Linked DNA regions of Gossypium hirsutum: region 1 is linked to region 2. A link is a contact called in public Hi-C data. All regions are on one chromosome and are shown on one strand. The core of a region is the stretch at or near the end of the contact, and the rest is flanking DNA. Distances in the headings are between cores, read along the strand shown.

What was found. A called contact is a pair of places that touch in the nucleus more often than the background predicts.
Region 1: a Hi-C map of leaf shows a contact between it and region 2, with 1.7 times the contacts expected there. The contact joins the promoter of LOC121213599 here to the promoter of LOC107921221 in region 2. A contact is called at or near these places in 2 of 34 Hi-C or Micro-C datasets (both in leaf).

The regions. Positions count from the first base shown.
Region 1 is chrD01:54,995,062-54,998,861 of Gossypium_hirsutum_v2.1, forward strand. It overlaps LOC121213599, which reads right to left and starts at 2,051. Exons shown (of 1, transcript XM_041086395.1): 1 at 1,488-2,051. The coding sequence starts at 2,051. The coding sequence ends at 1,488. LOC107922436 (histidine biosynthesis bifunctional protein hisIE, chloroplastic) reads left to right here and starts at 1,251. Exons shown (of 6, transcript XM_041087435.1): 1 at 1,251-1,460; 2 at 3,601-3,800. The coding sequence starts at 3,647.
Region 2 is chrD01:54,669,642-54,673,264 of Gossypium_hirsutum_v2.1, forward strand. LOC107921221 (thaumatin-like protein 1b) reads left to right here and starts at 1,432. Exons shown (of 4, transcript XM_041087431.1): 1 at 1,432-1,906; 2 at 1,986-2,679; 3 at 3,162-3,265; 4 at 3,386-3,623. The coding sequence starts at 1,846. The coding sequence ends at 3,603. It overlaps LOC107921222, which reads left to right. Exons shown (of 3, transcript XM_016851102.2): 2 at 108-513; 3 at 591-1,323. The coding sequence starts at 108. The coding sequence ends at 1,096.

The sequences.
Region 1 (3,800 bases), core at 801-3,300, 330 kb after region 2:
CTGCTACATCATGTCAGGTTCCCCCTGTTAGCGCTACATCATGTTAGTGGTTCTTTTTTAATTATTTGATGTTCAAAGTTTAATGCGCCATAATCACAAATTAAATCATCAATAAACCAGGTTATTCATCTGTCTGCTAAGTAAATATAAAATTAGTTATGCAAGGATTGCTCCATCTTACTTCTCTATTTTTTTGTTTTTTAAAAATATCTATTTAGAAGTGAGTTCAAAATTATATTTTTCAATAACAAAATAATTTTTAAAAATTAAATATATCACATATAGAATAAACTTATTTATGGACCAAATTAATCGCTCAAGTCTGAAGGCTCCCCTGATTTGATGGGATTTGGATAAAAAAATAAACTTGAAAAATGGGCTTGAAAAAAAATTAGACATGTTTAATGTTTTATTTTATGTTATTTTTATAAAACTACTTTAATGGAAACATTAAAAACTATTAAGATGATTGTATATAAAATTTTAATAAATAAACATATATATTAAATTAAAAAAATAATATAAACATATTTTTTAAATTTTATAAAAAAAATATGGATGAACCTGAAATGAGTTTAGATTAAATAATTACAAATATGAGGGGTTTAGTAAACATAAAGTGTGTTAATATCATGCTTAAATTCAATCTCAACGTGTCTTAACTCAGCCCAGAAACACCTCTGATATTATATATATATATATATATACAAGGTCTCAAACTCCCAACTGAGATGGAAATGCCAATTTCTTGCCACATTGATGGCCTAAAATTTAAGTATAAAATTTAAAATTTCTTATCTATTTAAAAAATTGATCAAATTTTCACAAGTATAAAATTTAATTTCTATCGGATATAAAAAATTGCACAAAATTTAACAATAATTTTTTTTATCAATATACTTTATTTTTTAAAAACAGAAATTATCCCAACAATTATTTAATCAATATATTTTATTTTTTAAACACAAACTATCCCAAATATTTTTAAATGGAAATTAAAAATAATTTTAAATAAACATGTGTATGTATTAATAAAAGTATATTAAATTAATTTTTTAATCAATAAATGGGCTAGATTTTATTAATATACAAAAGAAAAAACAAAACTGAATAAGACCCAAAATCCACGGGCTTAAAAGCAAAAAAGAAAGCATAAATGACCCGACCCAACAACACAATGCCCAAAACCAACCAGTCCTAAAACAAATTAAGGTAAAATAAATAAAGCAGACCAAAAGACTGACCAGCCACATTCAATGATGAAAAAAGCCCAACAATTCATTTCCACATTTCAAGACCAGGCGGTTGCATCTTCCAAGAGAACCAAAAACCCTCTTCCATTTCTTTTCCATCGTTCCCGATTCTTTCATCCCCTAAACACAAGAGCTCTTTCAATCTGGTTCGCGCGGCTAGTCATCTTCCATTCTCCGTCTGCCAGATCTGGAAACCCCACCTTCCATGTAAGTTTGCTCCTTCCTTCTTAAACATTATGCCGTTAGTATATGAGAAAGTTGATTGGCTTTCCTGTTCACATGTTGAAATCGAACCCACCGGAATTTTTTCGAAATTTGTTGAATATTCCTTATATAAGCACCAATTTCCGACTTATTAAGGGAATTTATTCGACATTTATTAACAACTGATAACGAGTCCCCTTCAAAGATAAGATCTGACCAGCCCTTTTCCATACTTGTTTGTACTGCCCAAGAACATGCAAGGGCCTCTACAGCGAAAGCGGACGCAACATTTTCATGAAGTATTGTTCGTGAGACCAGAACCCAACCGCCAGCGTTTCTTGCCACTCTTCTAGAGCAAGATTGAAGACAATCTTTGTCAAAAGCCTCATCAAAATTAACTTCGATAAGTTCACCATGTGTGGGAATCCACTGATCATTCGCACTCATTCTAGTAGGCCCATCTAACTCTGATTTATCAATTTCCACTAAGCAGCAAAGTAAATCATTTGCGATCTTCCGTCCAGTTTTTGTCTGTTTCTCATTAACTGTTTTGTTTCTATCTAACCAGATTGCCCATAGTGCCCCTCCAAACATCCTACTAGTATGATGATTACTCTCCCTAAACACCTAGGTAAGCTATTCAAACCCGCCCAAATCTGCTCTGTTTAAAACCCAACGAAGGCCTAATTGTGACCATACTTGTAATACAAGGCAATTTCAAAAATCATGGTCCCAATTTTCCGTACCCTCCGTACATCGAGGGCAGACAGTATTAATCACCAAGGTTTGAAGGTTCAGATTTGTAAATGTAGGGATATAATTGTTAGCAATTTTGCAGATTGTAATCTTAATCTTAGTGGGAAGTTTAAGGCTGTAGAGCTTCCTATAAAAAGCATTAGAAATGGTCAGTAAATCATTAAAATTAGTCCCAAAAATACCTACTTGTAATAGTTTATAGGCACTCCGGATCGAGAACTTCCCCGAGTGTTCACCCCGCCACACCACAAAGTCATCATGTTGGACCTTGGCCAATAGTATCCGTAGAATTCGTTTTGCATCCCCAGACGAGAAGGTATTGAACACAATCTCCTTATTCCAATCCCTCGTAATATTATCAATAAGTTACGCCATAAAGGAAACAACATTATTTTGCATGTCATCACATAATTTGTAATTAACTGAACCTGGAATCCATGCATGCTCCGAGATTAAAATGCTTTCCCCCGAACCAACTTGCCAGCAGGAGCCCTTTTGCAATAAACCTTGGCAGCTTAACGTGCTGTTTGGTTCGGTGTAATGGGTATGCCATTACAGCCCTATTCCATGGGCCCCACCTATTCCGTCGTTTGGTTGGGTGTAATGCCCTATTATGGGCTTATTACATTACGCCCCTATTCTTAAAATCTGCTGCTTTCTATTCCCTTCCAAAAGCTCAGTTTTGCTTCCCCATTACAGCTCTCGATTTCATCTGCCCTGTTTTACCCTCCCAACCCGAAAGCCACCTCCACCCTCTCCCTCCCAACATGAAACAGAAGCTGCCAGCAAATCTTTTGTTCCTGAAGGTAGCTGCAAAAAAAACTGGAGGACCGGCCACACCAAGTGAGTTTTTCTCTGATCTGATTCTATAACTTTTTCCTTCCTTTCAGCCGCCACAACTGCTTCTTCTTCATCACTCATCAGCAGAATGCCTCTTCTTCTTCATCCGCTCGCCGGCCGCCAGTCATCCGTGTCCATTTTCGGACAATGGTGTCTTGACAGTTCGTATTCTGTAGGACACCAGTACGAGAGGGGAAAATCCGTGTTGGTGCTTCTCCATTGCCTGACATCCTTATACAAGAAAGGTTTTTTATTTGCTAACATTTTACACCTCATTCTGTTCTCTGAAAAAAATTTGAATTTTGATTCATTCCCATATGACTCATCCCTTGAAGCAATATAAACTACAAACTGTGTGGCTTTATATTCAATCTCAACCTTAGTTAGGTTTACCTTCTTGTTGTGGTTCAAACAAGGGAGCAACTATATATGAAAAATCAAGTTTTATCTTTTTACAGAGGTTCACCATCGTTTTCACTAAAACTAACGACATTCTTCTGGTTTTTTTTGTTTGTTAGTAATATTTTTTTACCATTTTTATTTTCAGCTTGACACAACTGCAATCATAGCTGAGATTTACATTTGAAGCTTCAATGGCGATTTCATCTCTCCCTTGTATTCAACCTGTAAGAGTTCCTTTAAAAGCTTGTAGCTTCTTTCCTGCTGGTGTTTGTGGTGGATTCAACAATAAGAAAAGGATAAATGCTGTTCTTTTTTCTTCGTTGAGGAAAATTTCCAACGATATCA
Region 2 (3,623 bases), core at 182-2,681:
CCTAATGAACTATTTCCAAATCAGACTTGATTCAAAGCATGCCTCAGTAATCAGTATACAGCTCAATTCTTTGAGTCAATGGTTTATATTACTATTTCTTCATACAGATGTCAGCAACACAGGAAGGAGTTGTATGTAGGGCCAAAGCAGAATGGACTCCGTCTCGGGATGCATTTCTGGTTGAGCTTTTCATCGAGCAGCACAATTGTGGACGAACTGCATATAATGAATTCAAGAACGATGTTATTCGGTCTGTTACGCGTGATTTTAACAACAAGTTCGGCATGAATTTGGAAGAAAACCAAATAAAAAACCGTTACAATGTGATGAAAAAAGATTATGGCGTTGTTAAAACCCTACTCGGACATAATGGATTTGGTTGGGATGAAACTCGACAAATGGTGGTTGCTGATGACAAAGTTTGGGACAACTATATCGCGGTACGAAGTGAAGCAAGACCCTTCCGACGCAAGAGCTTTCCTCTCTATAAACAAATGTCTATCATATTTGAAGGTAATATTACTTTATTAGATTATGACTATTTGCCCATAGTTGCTTTCTAAAACAATCTTCTTTAACTTGCGGAGCAGGCGAAAGAACTACCGGCAAATCCATGCCGAACACGGCTCCAATTATAACTGAAGAGGGGAATAGCAACACAGAGACAGTTCGATCTTCAGAGCCAACTAATGTACCGACACAAGTGGTTGAGGGTACCCTTGATTCTGATTCGATAATTCGAATAAGTGACAAACAACCTAAGAAACGAAAGTCTGTGGCTCCAAGAGCTTCAGCTCATAAGAAAAAGGTCTGCTATGATGCTGGTGAGCCGATAGAGAACGCCATATACGAGATGTTTTCAGCTGTCAAGATGAGAGCTTTACAAAGAGATGCATCAAACGAGAGAACATTGTATCATAAGTGCCTGGAAGAGTTGCAGCATTTAGAAGAACTGGATGATGCTGAAGAACTGGATGATGCTGAGTTTACAAAGTCTGTCAATGTTCTCAAAGACGATAAAAACGCAATTGCATTCATGACAATTAAAGGGCCTCGGCGGTTGATTTGGTTGAGGTCTATATGGCAAGCATCGTGACCTGAGAATCGAAATAGATTAGAAACAATTGGCTCACTTCCACTCGCGAGTGTTATACCTCTTTTGTTGCAGATCCACTTCTGCTTGTGAGTACTGATACTCATATGCAACACCTGTTACCTTGTGGGTTAAGAAACTCGTTTCCTTCTTTATTTGGTCCATTTCGACACATAAATATCATCATTTCCGGTTGAAATTTTGAAACATTTTTACCTTGTAACTCTCCATTTTGAGCTTTCACTTTAGGAATCTCCACTATATTTGTATGCTTAAGCTTGAGTTTACGATAAGTTTACATCAAGCATTCGTTGCCAAAACAGGGCACTGAACTCTTCACCAGCCAATTGAACATTCCAAACAAGAACAGGGTTTGCTTGCTTGTTTATTTGGTCAAAGGCAGGCATTTCAAGTGTTAAACCATCACAAACCAGATTATATCAATGCTTCAGCGAAAAAAAGTTAGCATAAAGAAGGCCAATAAAATACAGTTTTCTGTACATATATACCTTTGCTTGAAAAGAAAGGAACGTGAAAATGCCCGGAACAACAAAGACAAAAACTTCGAGATTTGAGTATTTAACAAAATAACCCTAAACCAAAACCAAAAGCCTAAAGGCAAAAACCCCACAAACACATTCTGGAAGTCCCACTCTCCCTGCTATGTCCTCCAAGAAAAAGTAAAGTTCTCTAGTGTTTTTTGGCAATTGTTTAACTTCAAACTCCATTTTTTAATCTTTAAGTCATCAACAATGGATCGTCGTCATCTCTCTTCCACCTTTGTTTTGCTCCTCTTCATCTCCTTCTTCTCAGGTAAATAAAACCTTCAAAGACTCCATTTTTTTTTCTTTGCTCTGCAATCACTGACACAGACCCTTGTTTTCAATCGCAGAAGTGAATCCAGCTTCTTTCAAGATCGTCAACAAGTGCCGCCACACGATATGGCCGGGTTTTTTATCTGGCGCCAACACTGCTCATCTTACAACAACCGGCTTCGTTCTAAAACCCGGCAAATCAAGAACAGTGACAATACCAAAGTCTTGGTCCGGTCGACTCTGGGGTCGAACCCTTTGCGGCGTCGATTCCTCCCGTAAATTCGTTTGTCAAAGCGGCGATTGCGGCTCCGGCCAAATTGAATGTTCCGGAAATGGCGCCAAGCCGCCAGCCACTCTCGCGGAATTTACGTTAAATGGTGCCGGAGGATTAGACTTTTACGACGTCAGCTTAGTGGACGGCTACAATTTGCCGATGTTGATAGTGGTCAAGGGAGGTAAAGGCGGGAATTGTAGCGCCACAGGTTGCTTATTGGACCTCAACGGTGCTTGTCCATCTGAGTTACGCGTTGCGCGTCAAAATGGTGGTGGAGGCGTGGGGTGTAGGAGCGCGTGTGAAGCGTTCGGAGATCCCGAATACTGTTGCAGCGGGCCGTTCGGAACGCCTAACGTTTGTCGGCCATCCAGATACTCGTTGTTTTTCAAGCATGCTTGCCCACGCGCGTATAGCTATGCGTACGACGATACCACGAGTACGTACACGTGTGCCGGCGCTGATTACGTCATCATGTTCTGCCCTCCTCCTTATACCAGGTGAATTTCACCAACCAATCAACATTCCCCATCTTTAATGTTTTAGTTAAGTTTGCTTGCTTTGTAATTGTTACTTGTCGACTTCATGAGTGCCACGCTGTCATGTTCCAGAAAATTCGGCGTATTTTGTGGATGAAGTGCAGAGCGGTGACTTTGCGATGCTTCTTAAACATAATGGGTTTTAAAAAGTTGTTTCTTTTTCCAGATTATTAAATTCAATGCCATTATACATCGGAGATTCAATGATTGTCTGGTTAAAATTTATGAAAAAAACAGAACGAAAAGAAAAATAAAAGAGTAGTGCATAGTGTTTGTATTTGGGAAAAAGGAACCTTGATACAGCTGGATCTTGGAGGCCTTCTAGTTGTTGTTCATGTGCTATAACTGGATCTTACATGGATGGTTTGTCTTTTTTCATATGTCGTATGGCAGCCATTTTGTAGACCAAGTATTGATTAGTGTTTGATGGATAATTTTTGCAGTCAGAAAGTGTTTGGTGCAAGGAAGGATGGAGCGCTGCTACCGCTTGTAAATAAGAGTATGATATACATATCCAGCCTACATGCAAATGGGGCATCACTATCAGGTCTGCTCCAACTGCAATCTACTGTCCCTGCAGCCTCTTTTACAATGGCTATTTTCCTCTTTTGGCAACTTATTTTAACTTTGTGACTAACATTTGGCCTGGACACTTCCAGGCAAGTAGTAGCAAGGACTAGCTCAACTGAAGGGAGACATTCTATACGCTGGATTAAAATGAGCGGCAACATAAATTTGCATATTGCCTACAGATATTGGGATTTCACGTTTGCCACACAAATATTGTACACATTTTGTTTTTATACTGATACACAAAAGGTTTCCAAGTTTTTACTGTCAAATGAATATCAAGGTTTAAATTCAACATATCCTTTGACCATCTGATGTTATATCTATGAATTTTA